Regions from separate parts of the Zea mays genome. Here regions 1 and 2 are each linked to region 3. The links are chromatin contacts, called in public Hi-C maps. All regions are on one chromosome and are shown on one strand. Each heading gives the region's core, a stretch centred on a gene start, on an enhancer-like site or on the middle of the called end of the contact. The rest is flanking DNA. Distances are from core to core; before and after follow the strand shown.

The links. Hi-C and Micro-C count contacts between places; a contact is called where the count stands out from the background.
Region 1: a Hi-C map of ear shows a contact between it and region 3, with 3 times the contacts expected there. The contact joins the promoter of LOC103627167 here to the promoter of LOC100381672 in region 3. A contact is called at or near these places in 13 of 25 Hi-C or Micro-C datasets (bundle sheath, ear, leaf and 4 more) and 1 of 3 datasets of contacts at active chromatin or transcription factors (leaf).
Region 2: a contact with region 3 is called in a Hi-C map of leaf, with 4 times the contacts expected there. The contact joins the enhancer-like site here to the promoter of LOC100381672 in region 3. A contact is called at or near these places in 6 of 25 Hi-C or Micro-C datasets (ear, endosperm, leaf and 2 more).

The regions. Positions count from the first base shown.
Region 1 is chr5:164,818,127-164,821,875 of Zm-B73-REFERENCE-NAM-5.0, forward strand. LOC103627167 (U-box domain-containing protein 73) reads left to right here and starts at 1,502. Exons shown (of 3, transcript XM_008647470.4): 1 at 1,502-2,343; 2 at 3,023-3,079. The coding sequence starts at 1,846.
Region 2 is chr5:164,875,839-164,879,502 of Zm-B73-REFERENCE-NAM-5.0, forward strand. No RefSeq gene overlaps it. Among protein-coding and RNA genes, the nearest start is that of LOC100285117, 20 kb to the right of the region's middle. Within about 2 kb of position 1,938, at least 7 of the 20 cell types and tissues checked have an H3K27ac peak or open chromatin away from gene starts, as enhancers often do. A contact at or near this core is called in ear, leaf and tassel, where this site is marked.
Region 3 is chr5:164,687,752-164,691,522 of Zm-B73-REFERENCE-NAM-5.0, forward strand. LOC100381672 reads right to left here and starts at 2,258. Exons shown (of 28, transcript NM_001174485.1): 1 at 1,856-2,258; 2 at 171-319; 3 at 1-79. The coding sequence starts at 2,099.

The DNA of each region.
Region 1 (3,749 bases), core at 252-2,751, 130 kb after region 3:
CCATCTAGGGAAAACAGTGTGTGAGTGTTCCTCCACATGGGAGCAATACCATCGAAGGCAGCCTTACCGCATGTTTGGAAGAAGGAAATTGAAAGGGTTAAAATCACCTTATTATTTAAAATTAAATAGTAAAGGGATTTTAGGGGTGTTTGGCATAGCTCCAGAGCAAAACTCCAGAGGTGCTGGATAGAGTCAACCAAACACTCTAACTCGAGAGTTGCAAACTCTATAGAGTTTTAAGAGCTAAAGTGCAAATTTTTGGAGTACTCCTTTTACAGCTCTAAAATCCTTAAAAGACAACCTAAACATGTAGTTTAAAGGTATTTACCCACCATTGCCAGTGTTTATGAGAAAGCAATCTAAACTCTGAAGTAGATATGCTCCGTTCTAGAATTTGAGCAGAGCTATTTTAGGGTGGAGTAGAGCCATGCCAAACATGTCCTTAACCTCTCAAATCCCCTCCATTCTCGTGGCTACCAAACAAGCTAGAGGTTAGATCACATAATTCTTGTCCCCATTCACACTGCCGTCCATGACTAGGTTCGATTCTGACATCGCACAACACCATGATCTCGACTCCAACGGTCCAACCTCATGCTCGACTAGAGCCTGTTTGGAAGCACCCGATTTTTAAGAAACTAGTTTATTCCAAACAACACCCGATTTTTAAGAAACTAGTTTATTCCAAACATACTAGTTTATAGACATTGGATTATCGGTTTCTTAAAAACCAAGAATCTAGTCTCACCTAGCTAAAGGCAGTTTATGAAAACTGAGGTGGTTCTTAACACCGTTAACCAGTTTCTAGAAATTGTAGATATAAACTAGATTCTTAAAAACTAGGTTGCTTTCAAACAGGGCCTAACTCGTCAGGTCGTTTGCTGAGTAGAATGACTCCTCTATCAGGGTAGCCATGTTGCTGCTTAGGCCATGTACAATGGTGTTTAATATAGAGGTTTTTTGAGGTGTCTAAAGGGAAATTTGCAAAAAAAAAATCATATAGTCGTCCCTTCGTTAAGAGACATCTCTGACTCATAACAAGTAGTAACAGATGCCTTTACTTCCCTGGTACGAATTTGTCGTCTGTTATATCAATCTGATGCTCTAAAGACACATTCACTTTTGTATTTATTAATAGACTATATTTATAAACACTTTATTGTATAATAGAGTGTTTTAGTTGTCGTTTATGTTTAGAGAACCGATATGGTATCTTCCACTCTATATGCCCTTAGGTTGTTCGAGCGAACTTCCACAAACGTCGCCCTCATGGTGTTTCGACACTGGGTCGTAACCATGTCGGTTGTCGAGCATGCACACCTCGTTCGCTGTCGCAAAAGCACTCGCGCAAACCAGACTTGCTCGCAGCTCGCTCCCAGATGTCGCACCTCGCACATCCTGCCCCTCGGTCACTCCCCCTCCCCGCAGTCCCGCACTGCCTCACGCAAGCCTCCCACGGTCCCACCTGCCGACGGCATGCCTTACTGCCCGCGGCGGAGCACGCACAATTGCCTGTCTCCAGCGAGCGGCGAATGCCGTCGCTGTCTCGGACGCTGCCACGCTGGTATTGCCGCAGCCCGCAGGCGATCGAGGAAAGGACGAGACCTTAGTCCTTATGTGCTTCGTGCTCGACGAAATGTCTGATCGATCTCGCCGCGCCGCGCTATCCTCATAGGCAAACCACCACCGCTTCTCGCCCTCCCCTATATATATTGCCCTGAACCCAACGTCGTCATCGACTCTTCCGTCCAGAAACCAACTCACAAACCAAGAACCTACCAGGCCACCACCACCTCCTCATTCGCCTCGACTTAGCAGGGCAAGAGTCCTAGAAGGACAGGCGCCATGTCTTCCCCGAGGCTTTCGTCCAAAGAGGAGGAGTTGCTCCGCTCCGTGGAGAGGGCGATAGAGAGGAGCTACGCGGCCAAGCAAGCCACCAATGTACCGCTGTGGAGGCGGCTGCTCGGGAATGCGTCCAAGAAGAGCAAGAATGACTCCGCTGCCTTGACGACCGCTCCCCCGTCGCCTGGAGTTCTGGTAGGCACGCAGCGAGAAGAGCAGGAGCGCGCTAAGGAGGGTGCCGACGTCGCGAGTTCCGCGCCCAGGCATCCGTCGGAAGCAGGTGCCGAGGGAGACGACGTGCAGCCCGCGGCTCAGGACAGGTCTGTCCATGCGGCGACCATGATGAAGTCCGCGTTGGCGAGAATCCAGGGAGGCCAGAACAGCGGGGCGTTTGTTGATATGGAGCTTGCTATGAAGGGCCTCATGGATGTCTCCTTCAAAGGGAGGGAGAGAGTCCCCGTGTTGCCTGCCGAGTTCAGGTCCAAATGGCCTCATGGTAATGTACGTATCATAGATTGCTCTGCCTTCTTGTCTTTGGCTCATGCTGCGTTCTGCCTTGTCTCTCTTAAAGCATGTACAATCCATTTAATATGGAACCACCTTAAAAAACCAATGTTTAATATGGGTCTCTTGAGGTCTCTATGGGTTAGATGAAAAAAATTGCAAGAGACAGACTCTTCTCTTCGTGACTCTATATGCATATTGTCTCTTAACTGTATTTATAGTTTAGGGCTCAGAGTTGTATCACAGAGTCTCTTAAGTGTCTCTTGTATTTGGAAAACTACACAACTCTATGCATATTGTTTCTTAACTGTATTTATAGTCTAGAGGCTCAGAATTATATCAGAGTATCTTAAGTGTCTCTTGTACTTAGAAACCCGAAGCAACGTCTCAGGTTTGTGCATGCCCTTATCGGTTCTTAAAGTTCTTGATACATTGACAGTCTCAAGTGTTTGGTGTAGTCCTTTATTAGTTTCTTGATGGCTGGAATGTGGGGACGGGCTAATAACTTTGCTTTGCACCAATAAGCAGTTAGAGATGCTCATTGCTCCTTCTAATGACAAGGCACTCTTGAGTCTTGACTGAGTTAGGTGTAGTCCGCCAACAGTTCTTTTTAGGAGTTTTGTATTATTCCTGTTCTTTACATTAAATAGATCTCACAACAGTGATTTATTTACAGATATCACAACTGGAGAGAGATATTATTGCTGATCCGCTCATCCTGACGTCTGGACATGTAAGCACCCTTCTCATTTCAGTTTTTTCTTTGCAATTCCCGGCGGATACTTCGCTTTGTTTTGGCCATATGAATTCCACAGTCCACACTATCAGTTACCTTTTTCATTTCTGTTGATAATCTGCTGTATAGTGGTATTTCTCTCATGCTTCTGCTCTTGTGCCCTTGTGTCAGTTTGGTTATTCTTTTCAATTCTTTAACATTTTATCCAAATAAGCCAAAGTTGGTCGGTTTCCACATGTATTTTGTTCTGTTACCAGTTTTTGGACTAAAAAACACAAGGACTAAATTGTTCCATTACCAGTGACCTGTGCAACTGTGAAGTATACTTAGGATGCGCTAGTCTCAGTGTGGACTATACGGACTTGCAATGCTTGGGTTTATAGGACCTGTTAAGTTTTTAATGTCCACCATAATAATTTTGATCATATTATATACTCTCTCCGTTCTTTTTTATTTGTACCGTTTTAGTACAAAAATGAACTAACGGACGACAAATATTCGAGAAACAATGGAAAGCTCATATTTACCACGCAATATGTATATATTATATGCATTAATTGGATGTATTTCTGAGTCAATCATCTTCTTCATTGTTTGATGTACCATGCTAAAATTTCTGTCCAGTACATTAATCAAATCGATCGATGATGCCACCGAAATTTAACTT
Region 2 (3,664 bases), core at 688-3,187, 190 kb after region 3:
ACGGGGTCAACGATGAACATGATTGAGGTTACGTTCGACCTTCGCCCTAACAGTAGTCCCCCGAGGGGAGCCTCAACTTGATGGGTCGATCCTGAAGTCTTGCACGAAGGATGTGAATGTTGTCCTCGATTGTCAATTGAGCTGATCCGGGGGCAGGAGATTTGACCATTAATGTACGGTTTTGTGGCCATATATAAGGTAAGACAGTAGTAGGGTTTTTACACCTACTCTCACGACTTTTACTGTTGCACCTTTCCACTCACGCTTTTTTTATCGTCTATGCTCTACCGACGGCGATTGCCGTCGCTCGACAACTAGACTAGCGAGGATCAAGACAGTTGGATGAAGCCACTCCCAACATGCCATGGAACCTGCTTCTTCCCCTCTCACCGACCCTACCAGTTCCATCGTGTCACCGGTTAAATTAACCCCGACGAATAGTTCAACTTCCTCGGGCTCGGATGACATCGTACTTCCACCAATGGATGACATCTTCAAGACTTTGATAGTTAGGAATGGGGAGACTTTCGAGCTTGGACAGTCCTGGCACTTGGAGCGCTGAATTAGAGCGATGGAGCGCATGGGATATTTTCTAGCGACGGCTGGTTAGGCCTCCGGATTGGAGGCTTCATCGTAGCCATGAGGAGGGTGGTTTTCGAGGACTTTTTCGTTGATGGCCTTCACCTGTTGTACCATGACTTCGTGGTTGAGGTATTGGAGAAGTTTGGAGTTCATCTTCATTAGCTCACTCCCGATGCCATTATCACGCTCAGCAAGTTTGTGTGAGCGACGATGACCTATGGAGGGTCTCCATCTGTTGAGATTTTTACCAATAACTATTGTTTGCATTAGCAGAAGAAGACAGTGGATAAGTTGGTGCAGCGGTTCGGTAGTTGTATGTTTACATCGAAGACAGGGAAGACGAAGGGCAACGTGACCGAACTTGTGCCATGCGCCATGAATGGCTAAATATTTGTTCCAATTCTACATTGAAATAAACCTTGAATGTCTTAATATTTTTTGTTGTTGTGTGTTAAAGTTAACCTTAAATGGGTAAAGAAAAACTTGAATTGCTGCATATTTGTTCCTGATGTATGTTGAAGTAAACCTTGAATGGTCGAAGCAAACTTTGAATTGCTGAAGTAAATCTTGAATGACTGAACTATGACTAAATATTTGATGTTATGTATTGCGGACGACGGACGGATCAACTCATTTAATCGCGTGTAGCTGGTGCGATTGGTTCTCTAGTTGGTTGCTTCCCAGTGTATCAATCAGTTAGGTCTTGTTCGGTTTGTTGGGGATAAAATAAATTCCATCATGGATTTAATCCAAAGCTGGATTGGGTGAATCCATACCCCTCACCCAATCCCATACTAGAATTAAATCCATGACTCTAATCCAAACATGTTGTTCGTTTAATCCAAACATGAGAGGCGTGCCATCGCCCTCGGGGAGACGACCATGTCGTCGCCTCGTGGGTTTTATTCCAGAGGGAGCTAGGTCTGGATGCAATCCTGGTCATCCCTACTGAAAAAAAATCCAGGTGGTTGGGCCAGAATCCATAGATAGGCTGACCGAACAAAAAAATTAAATTGGTCTAGTTTTTTATGGGCTTGAAATGTGGCCTGGATTGAACCCTGATCCAGGTGAATCCAGGCCGGGATGGATTTAACCAAACAAGGCCTTACCTGGTGGGCTGCTTCGGTTGGATCCGGTGAGCTGGTAAGCCATTTAATTTATCTCCTATGTTCATTTTCTAAAGAAAAGAAACCTACATTTAATTTGATTAAATATTACCACAAATTATAAGGTTTCACTTCTATCGCTATATGTACTATTTAAGTTAAAGTTTATCCACACGGATTGGGATCCTCGGCAGTCGATTGCTCTCACGCGTCGACGCTGGGAGACCCCACCTGTCAGCTTCCTGGCAGTCGACTGCGTGACTGCCGAGGATCCGGATCCACAAGCCTATCTGCATGATGTCGAGCGTTGCATCCCTCCCAACTCCCACCGCGAAAATAATACCGTGAAAAAAACATGTGTGGGGCGCTGGATTTTCCCAAGACGTCGAAGTAAAAAACTCGACTTGCGGGGGTAAGACAGCCCCGAGTATTGTATTATAAGAAGAAGACCTTCTCAGAGAGGTCGAGAAAACTCCCGAACCCCTGCTCCACCCATACAAACTAGCATCGAAGCCCATGTGAGAACGACCGCGACCGAGGACGAGCCTTAGACCTTATGCTTTGGCGTGTGGCAGACGAGGAGATTTTTTAACCACAGCCTAAAATTCGCTCCCACAGATAGTCGTACCCAGGACCTGAGGAGTGCTACTCAGACCACCTAACCAATTCAACTAGACGCCAGTTCGCTTCCAAGACGTCGAAGTAGTAAGCCATGGCATCTAACCACTAGAGTTCATTAACTTTTGTGATATAAAAAATAAATATTGTAAATATTGTAATAAGCCATGGCACAACACAGTTCTCCGACCAAACCGACATGGGTTCAGTTTGATTCATGTCAAGCTAGGCTGGGCTGCAACACTATTAAATGGACCGTACCTCAGATAGCCCATCAGTCACGCCCCATTTTGTGATCTATAGTCTAGTACCTCCACCCTCATTATCCCTGATCTCGCAAGCGTGAAAAAAATCGAGAAAAAACTTCATCTTGTCTTACCCCACATCATATACCTCGTTGTCTATTGTCTCCGCCTCTCCTTACCACATCGCCGCCCATCGTCTCTAGGGCAAAATCGTGGGTGCACCAATTCACGCGATCCGACCCCTGGAGCGTGTGTTTAGATATGCGCGAGGTGTACTGCCGGACCCGCGAGCCGATAAGGATGACATCGTCACACACCTAACTCAAAATTGGTTTGGTTTGATCTAGAGGCGTGCTGACTACCGGTTTGCATAGACCCTGTCCTAGTTCTCGGTTGTCTTCCTTTGATGCAATCTAGAAATCTATAAGTTTAGATCGTGTTTGAATAAATATCTCATTTAAGTAAGGTCTATCTAATTGATATATAAAAACCGTAAAAATGCACGAGTCTGCACTAGTAAATCAAAATATAGTAGCATATAGCATGTGCTAACGCTACGATTCCGCGAAAGGGAAGGCAAGTGTCGACTGTGGCACGAGTGAGGGGAAGGGGACATCAGGGTCACGTGGGAGAGGGATGAAGAATGATTTAAATAATATTATCCACTGAATTTGAGTGATTAATAAAGAGAATGTTATCCAGCAATATGAAACGTTGATTTTAATGATGTGTTAAGCCTGAGTTCAATTTATTTGGTAAATTTAGTGGAGGTTATAGATGTGAGGTGATTTGTTTAGATGTATTTTATAAAGTGTAAACTGGTAAATTATATAATGGTATAAATAAGCGGGCAGCACACAGACCACATACATATTTTTACATTCAATTGCACCTCGTGTATGCGGCATGCCGCTCTATCGGTGGGTTTAGGATTTCCAATTCAAAACTGAATTGTTACCAGAAAATTTATTTTGTTCAAGCGCAGGATATGCTGCAAAATCCGATAGCAACATAGCACAATACCAAGACGCTATAAAGACTTACTTTAGTATACTCCTTCAGTCCAAAAAGATTATAAAGCTCACTTTTCCAGACTTGAATGAACTCAAGTTT
Region 3 (3,771 bases), core at 1,008-3,507:
TGCCGTAGCATTCAGCAAAATGTGGATCTATGGCAAGAGCCTCCTCGTTTTTTGCAATGCACATGTCATAATTACGAATCTGCAACAGAAAGGGAAATCAAGCATGTTAGAAAATGACAGGTAAAAAAGCTAGCATCCATACGTGGGAGAATATGAAGTGAATTAGCCACCTGATAGTATATAGCTCCAAGGAGGAGGAGGTTATCAGTTCGACGTGGATTCTTCTCGTAAACGACATTACCATGCTCTAGAGCCTCTCGGTACTTCCCTGACCTGTAGTTTTGATGTGCAAGTGCCAAATGTCGCTCTTCATCAACAGCTACACCATTCAAGTAACCAATAAAAATTATCATCAGGCCTACCATCGCCATACATGTAAACACAGTGAAACATTTGCATGCAAGCATGGATTGGTAATTTTGTTTCATTTGAAGAAAACAATATAATTCATGTTCATATTTCCCTCCCACTAAGTTTCAAGTTATGGATACTAATTGTCCATCCATTTCTTACAATATTTTATAGCAGTCAAATAAGTATATTGTGTATGGTTTGCAGAAAGCTACTCCTAGCAGAATGTAGCACATGCTGTGGGACCTAAAGGCAATTGCCATGATCAGGCCATGATTTACGAAATTCATGAAAATTGAATGTTCTTTGCAGTTTTCATATAAATCTTCACATATAACTTAGAAGTAAAGCATAAGCTTCGCACAAACATGAATCACCAGAATCACATTGAAACATTGGAGAACAAAGCTATAATATATGGCAAATCGACTAATAAGGACATTGAAGCCTTTTGTTCACAAGCAAGTTGGAATAAGCTTCAGTGAAGAATTAAAAACAGTGAAATCCACGATGTAATTCAACCATTCAACTCATGCTAGGAACAGATGATACTTATTAACTTCTTGCAAATATGCAAACCCTAACAGATCTATAAATAAATCTAAACTAATTGTTAATGCCACAAATGTGTGGATGTGCATGTCTCCACAAATACAATGTTTTTTCAAAGTTTAGCATAACAGCAAATAATTGGTCAGAGATCGCCACCAAGTTGTGACTACCATCAATATCCTCACTAAGCCCTGGGATGAATATACTAGTCCTGTTGACAACTCCGAATGGCATAACAGCATCAACATTTGATCACCCTCATATTAATCTAAAACTCTTGATTGCAGTTTACCAGATTTAAACAAGCAGCCGATACAGTTGATAGAAGAATGTTTCTGGAACTGAAGGATATAACATGAAGTTTCCAGAAAGTTATGCTGCTAATACAAGCCACCTCCAAAATTGCAATTTTCTAAAGATGGACTGGAGTAAAAGGCGTGTGAACCCCATACAGAATATAGACCACTAGAAATAAAGATAGCTTATAATATTCTCCTATGAACCTTTTGTGCCCACTTCTCCCAGTCCAAAGTCGAAACAGTCGGCACGATCGCCTACAAGTTGCAATTTCTAATCCAAATCAACACAATCGAATAAATAAATAAATAAATAAATAAATAAATATGCATATGTATATATATATATGTATATATATATATATATATATATATATATATATATATATATGTATATATATATAATAGGTACTTAAAGTAAAAGACGATAGCAACACCATCGAATCTCTGCAGTGACACCAACATAGTACTAGTATTCTTATTTTCATGATTTTCATGGGAAAAAGGACGTTTCCAAATCTACCGGTACCAGTAGAGATTGGGGAAAACCGAATACCGATAGATCTTAGAACACAAACTCGACTTCCCCTAAACACGGACGGCCACAATCTCCGAAGAGAAAAGGCGACAAAAAAATCGGTTGCAGCTAGAGTCACCTCCTGCGAGCTGTGCGGGCTTGGGATTGGGCTCGGGCTGGGCCGCCCTGTCATCGAGCCCCGCGGGCGGAAGAAGGAACAAGGCGGGCGACGGGGCATTCCTCGCGGGCTCCTCCAGGTCGGCGCGGCCCCCGAACACTAGCCAGTCCGCGCCTCCACCGAGCACCGACGGCTGCGGTGCGTGGTGGCGCGCATCGCCGCCGGCGGCGACAGCGCCGCCGTGCTGCTGTTGGAGCGAGAGCATCTCCGCCCGTGCGGCGGGTAAGGAAAAGCCTCCCAGGCGCGGGCGCCGGCCGGAGGGCCCAGATCGCCGGACGGATCAACCCCTCGCGGCGCGAGAGGAGAGGGGGTGGGGGTTCTGGAGCCTGGAGGCTTCGAGAGAGCAGAGGGGGGGGACCGAATGGGGACTCGGAACTTCGGGGACGCACGGCAGGATGCTTCGAATTTTATATGAGGAGAGAGATGGGCTGTTTGTTTCGGCCTTTTGTCACTGTTCGGAAGCAACTTGTGGCATGTTTTGGAGCACTGTATTTTCTTAATTCTAAAATAATACCGTAGTATTTTGAGCGTACCATAGTAATTTAGGTCAAAGATGTTTAGGATAAATAATTAGTTTATATCAAAGTTTTATGCTGCACACAGCTACAATATTCTCTTTTTCCTACATTATAATTAAAATAATATGTCTCCAAACAGGTGTTAGATTGAACTGGTATAAAATATATCATAGTTATATCATAGGCTCGTAGCATATATTAAACAGTAGTACTTTAAACTGTGGTTTTGAGAAATAAAGTTCTCAAACAAGCCCCTAGATTTTAAGAATCCAGATTCTATCTCTTGTTTCTAGAAACTGGTTTAGGAAATAAAAATTGATTAATGGTGTTTGGAACCACTCAATTTTTATATATTGGCTTTAGCTAGAGGGGCTAGCTTCTTGGTATTTAAGAAACTGAGAATCCAGTTTCTATAAACTGGGACATAAACTAGTATGTTTGGAACCACCTCAGTTTCATAAAACCAGTTTCTTAAAAATTGGGTGCTTCCAAAGTGGCACTTAGTCATCTCCATACTCATATTCAAACTTCACTCTATAAAAAGTATAGTCTACAGTGTCAAGCATTATTTTAGGTGACCACATAGGTGCGTGTGAAGGAAGATGAAGGGTCCATATGGTTTCTATACTACTTATTAAGAGTCTAATGTAGACCATGCCCCCGCCCCCGCCTCCGTGACCCCCACGCACCCCACCCCCGCTCAGGTCCGCCCCCATCCCCTCCCCCCGCAGGTTCGTGACCGCCGCGCCTTCTTCCCCACACCCCGTCTTCGGATCTGCGACCGTCGCGCCCCCAGCCGTCTGCTTCAACCCCGGGCTGTGAGGAGAAGGAGGACGACGATGCGCGAACTGGCGGTTCTGCGGCGAGATGCGGTGGCCAGAGAGCGTCACCTTGGACCCTCAGGGTCGTGAGCCGTACACGAGCGTCGCTGACGACACCACGCTGCCAACCCTAGCCGCGCCTGCCTTCCTCCCCCGCTTGCCGTCGAGTATCGATGTTTGGAGGTGGGGGCGCCTTCGCCGGTGAGGTACCTGGTGGGGGCAGCGATCATGATGAGCGGCGTGGTACTCCCGCTGACGTACATGATCTTCCGCATCAAGAGCTCGCCGTCCTCTGCCTCCGCCGCGGGGCCCTCCTTCTCCAAGCAGATATAGGTGTGCTTTGTCTCTCTTCCTTCCTCACTCCATGAGATAGCGGTATGGCGACGCATCACATCTGCATGCTCGCATTTAACAAATTCGTGATGCGCCTTTGCTGCAGGAACAAGGGACTCATCTTAGCGAGTGGGTGGATCAATCGCCTCCCCCTGATGCTCTGATTGTTTTGGCATGGCGAGATCCTGCAACTACTCCTCGAGAC